Linked DNA regions of Danio rerio: region 2 is linked to region 1. The links are chromatin contacts, called in public HiCAR-type maps. All regions are on one chromosome and are shown on one strand. The core of a region is the stretch at or near the end of the contact, and the rest is flanking DNA. Distances in the headings are between cores, read along the strand shown. Region 1 holds the start of phf20b (PHD finger protein 20, b). Region 2 holds the start of arhgap46b (Rho GTPase activating protein 46b).

Evidence for each region. HiCAR-type assays count read pairs that join an accessible place to other places.
Region 2: a contact with region 1 is called in a HiCAR-type map of caudal fin, with 7 times the contacts expected there. The contact joins the promoter of arhgap46b here to the promoter of phf20b in region 1. A contact is called at or near these places in 1 of 18 Hi-C or Micro-C datasets (caudal fin) and 2 of 4 datasets of contacts at active chromatin or transcription factors (caudal fin and embryo).

Annotation. Positions count from the first base shown.
Region 1 is chr23:16,577,457-16,580,431 of GRCz12tu, reverse strand. It overlaps phf20b (PHD finger protein 20, b), which reads left to right and starts at 1,627. Exons shown (of 18, transcript NM_001004114.1): 1 at 1,627-1,712.
Region 2 is chr23:16,739,043-16,742,262 of GRCz12tu, reverse strand. It overlaps arhgap46b (Rho GTPase activating protein 46b), which reads left to right and starts at 1,875. Exons shown (of 12, transcript XM_073939563.1): 1 at 1,875-1,961. The coding sequence starts at 1,948.

The DNA.
Region 1 (2,975 bases), core at 378-2,877:
GATACACAAATTCAACTTTATCAAATGAAAAATCTAAAATAAAATTACTGTTAATATTATTATATTGTTGTTTTTATCCAATTTTGTGTTGTATTTTGACACCAGCAATGTTTAAATTTACAGTAATTATATATATTTTAGATAAGTTTGCAAAGATTATTGTTCATTTAATATTGAGCCTTTAATTGTCAGTTATTATGGATTTATAAAGCAAATAGTCTTCACTATTCTTCACTATTGCACAAAACTGCAAGAAGTTTTTTTTTTTTTTTTTTTTTTTTTTTTTTTTTTTTTTTTTTTACATAAAGCATGTATTAACATATATAGTAACCATTACTATACATTCTCCGAAATAAAGGAGAATGTCACTGGGGTGGTACCTTTTCAAAAGGTACAAATGTGTACCTAAAAGATACTTATACCTTAGGGGTACATATTAGTACCTAAAAAGTACAAAAGTGTTTCTCTTAAATTTCTTAGGTACTTTTGAGGTATCAATATGGACCCTTTAAATTCAAATGTGTACCTTTTAAAAAGGTCCCACCCCAGTGACAGCTATCGTACCTTTATTTCTGAGAGTGTATGCCTAAATAATAAGTTGCATAAACTATAAAAATATATAGTAATCATTTACATGTCCAAGACTGTGATAAAAGATTTTAAAATTCAGTCCAGAATTACTTTTTACATTGAAAGTTTATCATTTTGTTTGTTTTTCACCAAATCAGTGACATCATTTATGAATTTGGCAATTAAATAGTTAAATAATTCCTGTAATTTTCTAAACAATTTAATAGTTTTTATCAGGACTGAGGTTGATTAACAGATTTATGCAAAAAAAATAAAAAAATTAAAATTAAACAAAATATTTATCTGATGCATTTTTAAAGCAGTTTAATTTACTAGATGTTTTCCTCCCTAACATAACAAAAGGGTAATTTTGAACACTGCACAAGGACTAAAGAATAATATATTGAGCATTGTCTGCCTCAGCAAATGTGGGACGAGTTATAAACAAATTTACTGATGGAAAAAGAGTGTCACATAAAAAGCTGTTACAATATCTCAGTACTATAAGCTTAATTCCGAATTTCAGCTGTGATTTCCTAAGCAGTGGCTGTGTGTCACTCAAATATGTCATTTGTTTTAAATTAAATAGATGGTTCACCCCAAAATGAACATTTGTCAACATATGATGATTAAATAAATGAAATTTTAAGTTTTGGGTGAACTGTCTCTTTAAGATCAAGAAAGCATCTAATTATGTAAGGTTACTAAAAACAAAATCATATTTGGGGGAAGTAAGTTTGTTCCTGAATGTATTTTAGTAGTCGCTATACAAAAGGGGAAAACATAGCCTATAACGTAATAATTTACTAATTTGTATTTTATAGTAAAAAAATAATAGCATACTTTAACTCGTTGTCTAATAGTAATCAGAGAATTCCTCAGAAAGTCCACATAACTCAAACTCACAGTGAAAAGCGTCTCTCCAACAGGCTCAATGACTCAAACAGCTTATGAAAGTGCGAGAAACAGAGAGGACGCGCCTGCGCAGACAGACTCCACCTCGTGGACACCGGCCTCGCTGCTCGCGCCGGAGAAAACAAACTGCGTGGATGAAGGCGCTCTCAAAGCATGCGACTTAATGCACTCTCGGCGCATTTGGACTCGCTTTCTTCGGTTTCGGAGTACATTCATCTGCAATAGAGGTAATGCTGGCTGTGTTTATATACTGCAAACGAATAAGCAGCTGTCTCCGGCGGTTAGTTTGTAGGAATTGTGAATTTGATCATTTTAATGTGATGATGCTACTCTGTTAAAACGAAACTTGCCTCCGTGCATGTGTTCCCCGTTTGATGGTAATGGGAGCCGTGGAAGTGATTTTGTCAAATAGGTAATTAATGAAAATTGTCGGCAGTTACAGTCATGCTTATTTGATAGGTCGTGATGAATGCACATTTAGCGCTTCTTGGACCGTTGGAAGACTTTTGTTCGACTCATCATTATGGTAGTCCCATGCAGCGAGGAGTAGGCCGAGCGGAGGCCGCTGAGTGTCAGCTTTGATTGACAGGCGCGAAGCCCTATCAGAGCGCTGCAAGCAGCGTCAGACAAGGCTCCGAACCAATCACACGCTTTGCTGTTGTTGCGCACCGTTGTCGGCAACTGAACAATGTAACGTCAAAATAGGCATTTAAAATGTCAAGCTAATTAAATATACTTTATTCAAGAGCTCGACTCATTGTCTTTACATTCAAATCGTCTAGCATAGCATCTGTGTTTGCTTCTGTCAGTTCGCAACGTCAAGTTCGCAGACAACGTTGCACCCACGTTTTCTTCGCTTGCGAAGTGGAGGAAAAGTCAAACGCCTGAATTCACTCATTTTCGTTGATATTGCCTTATGTATTATCAAATTGGTGTTTATTTTCAGTCATGGCTGTTCAATGCACTGATTATGACTTGTTATGACAGGCATGGGAAGATGAGCCGCTGGCCTGACAATGTAAACAACGAGGAGGAAACGTATTGCGCGCCATTTGCGTCACGCAGCGTGCCAGCTATTCTCGACGCGCGTGCCCGTTAAGTGATAGAAATTAGGAGACGGTGAATGCGTGGATTTAATCGAATGTGCCGGTTTCCCGCGATTATGACGTATCGAGAATGTATGCGTCCTGTAGGAACGTGTCGATCCACGAGGACGGACACGAGCCCGGCGGTTGCGCGCGCAGCACTAGATGAGCACGCGAGGCGATTATGAAACTTAAAAGACGCGGACGCGCTTTTATGTGATGATGATGATGATGACAAGCATTTGATTTGTTTGTTCGTAATGAGTTTTTCTTTATTATTAACGTTCCAATGATTATGTATAAATGTATTTAGTGCTACAATGTTCACTTCCCTTTTCCCTCTTCAAACTGGCCACTTAAATCTTAATGTTTTCTCCAATTCTTTTAGCAGACTTGGAAAAAGTG
Region 2 (3,220 bases), core at 626-3,125, 160 kb before region 1:
AGTGTTACCGTATAACAAGTACTAAATTAGTACCATTCTCTGCTTAACAGGTACAAGTTCTAGTATATAATGAATAGGAACTTGTATTTAATGAATAAATTGTAGTATGCCATAAACTTTGAGTTACTTAAAAAAAAAGTGCATGGTTAATCCACAAATTCAACATGATTTTGCTACAGTGACCATAGTTTGACTGTGATATTTGTTTTAAAATTATTTTTAAAACATTAATTATTGCACCAAGAGCCAGTTGATTATTTTCAGAGCTATGAAATAATATGTTTGATTATCTTTCACATTTGATTTGTTATCTTATTAGAAATAACTGCTCAGTTAAAAGGGTTAACAATACCCTAAAATATATCCCAACTAAAGATTTTTATAGCACCTTCCCAGTTATGGGTCCACAACAATACATTGGGTTATGAAATTAACTTTACATATATAACCCAAAAAATGATAAAAAATAACCCAACAAAGCACCATTCACTGTAAAAAAAAAAAAAATTGCAGGGTTCCACAAACTTTATTCATGTTGTCCCAACACAAATCGAAAAAAGTTAACAAATATATATATATATATATATATATATATATATATATATATATATATATATATATATATATATATATATATATATATATATATATATATATATATATATATATATATATATATATATATTGAGTGTTTAACCAAAGTGGTTGAGTAATTAATAAATTACACAATAATAGGTTAAGAATAACCCAATAGCACCAAATATTTTAAACTGAACCATTGGGTTAAATAAATAACTTTTTTTATTTTAACAATTTTTAACAATACGTCTTATTCTCTCATGTCTTGTGAACGGACTATTGATTGTTTTATTGTGCCGTTAGTCTTCAGAGATATGCTATATAAACAAAGTGGATATCCATATTTGTTTTGAGATGAAAGACTAACTTTGACACTTCCAATAATTATGTATGCAAATTGGAGCACTGTAAGAAATGCTGGATTCCACACAATTCCTTCATGTTTTCCCAACACAAATGGATTGAGTTAACTTCATTGTTCTTACAAATTTAAGTTGATTGAACCTAAAACAATTAAGTTGTTCCAGAAACGTAAGAATTGTGTGATTTCAACTCATTTATATAAGTAGTTTAAACAAACAGCAAAAGTAATTTTTGAGTGAGGTGTATTCTTTTATATTAAGCAAGATATACATTTTTATTCCACTCTGTATGGCCTAGTCATTGTTAAATGTAAAGTAGCATAACATAGTAAAATAACATAAATGAGTTCCAGGACACGGTGGCTCAATGGTTAGCACCATTTCCATTTTCCCCCACAGTCCAAAGACATGCTCTTGTGAATTAAATAAACTAAATTGGCCGTAGTGTATGTGTGTGAATGTGTGTAAATGTGTGTGTATGGATGTTTCCCAGTACTTAGTTGCAGCTGGAAGGTCATCCCCTGAGTAAAACATGCTGAATAAGTTGGTGGTTCATTCCGCTGTGGCGACTTCTGACGAATAAAGGGACTAAGCCAAAGGAATGAGGAATGAGTTCTAGATGTGAATGTGTCAACGAATAAGTACTAGAAGAACATAGTGGAAAAATATTAGCAGGTAATAAAATTAGTTGTAGATTTATTTAAACAATAACATCACAGCTTGCCATACTTGCGGTAATGTAGCTATGTATGCTTACAGTACTCGTTGCAAACTGTCCAGCAGAGGACGCTTTTCCCCAAACTGCGCTCATTCATCCCGGCGAAAGTCCAGCAGGCTGCAGCAGAGCTCAGGTTACTGGAGGGCGGAGGAATAATAACCTACTCTCTACTGTCTGCCCCAACTCTCCAGCGGGACAGAAAGCCTGAAGCCCACATTCACAGCCTGTTACTGCCAGAGGACACATCTCTCCGTTTTCACTCTCGTTACTACAAACAATGTGAGGAACATGGCTGACAGAAGGTAAGAGTTGGGGATAAACGTTCAATTCAGCTCTGAGTCGCGAGAGGAGCTTTAAACATCAAACTATGTTTGTTGGTTGTTACGAGGGTCCTGGTGTCACATTATTAGGATGTTTTGATGAAATGCAATGCAGGTGATACTGTTGTGTTTATGAAGTGCTGTGGACGGGTTGTGATGTTCGCACAAATGTTTGCACGGTCAAAGTTCACTGAAAGCTGGTTGTGAAGTTGCTGTCCGATTTTAAAGTGGTTTGTTTGATTTATTTGATTGATAAACTAACTTAAGATCTGGAAGTCTTTTGTTTAGTCATTAACAAGTAAATAATAACTTGACAAATGCACAACTGACAGCATCCCTGGCATTTTAAAAAATCAAAAATTAAAATGTACTTATTTTAAACTATGATTTTTTTCTGTTAAATTTTCATTTTATTTTTTTATATTTTATTAAACTTGTCAATTGTCAACCCTGTTATGCCATTATCTTATTAAAATTATTTACATATTAAGTGTATAAAAATTAAACTTGATTGCGCAATGTTGTTTTAAAATGCTATAATCATCAACTCTATAATGACAGAATCTTATTAAATAAGTTAAACAAGTTACTATAACTCAATATTAAGTAAGTCTACATACAAAAATATAAGTAAAACATAATTCTTTTAGAGAATCTGCTTTCATTATTTTTGTTATTTTATATAGTCTGAAAAAAAACCTGAATTTGTGTAGAAATGTCAGCATAAAGCTGCATATTATCAACATAATCCACACTTTGTACTCTTGTGACATTGAGCAAGATGCTGTAATTGTGATAAATTAGCTTTATAACTGCTAAACCACCTTCCACCTTGTTTTGTAAACCATATTAAAATGTATATATCACATCCAAAAATAAAAAACAAATATTGAACAAAACCATATCGAAATCCAAACTGTAGTTCAGGTTAACATTTATGGCTGCAGGATAGCTAAAATGTATACACCTGTATACATATTATAATAATATGATAATAATAGATATATAATAGATAATAATAATACAATAATAGATATCTATATGATCAAAAATGCCTCTGTATTATGATTAATATATATATTAGATCAGATGTGTAGAGCATCGATAGATTGATTAGGGGGCAGATTGATGAACAGATGTGACGCGGCTGTTGTAGGCTGGTCCAGTGTCGTTTTCCAGGTGTCGGCTTTTATGGAGTTAATAGGATGGATTTTGACATGTTTTATTAATCATGTTGCAAT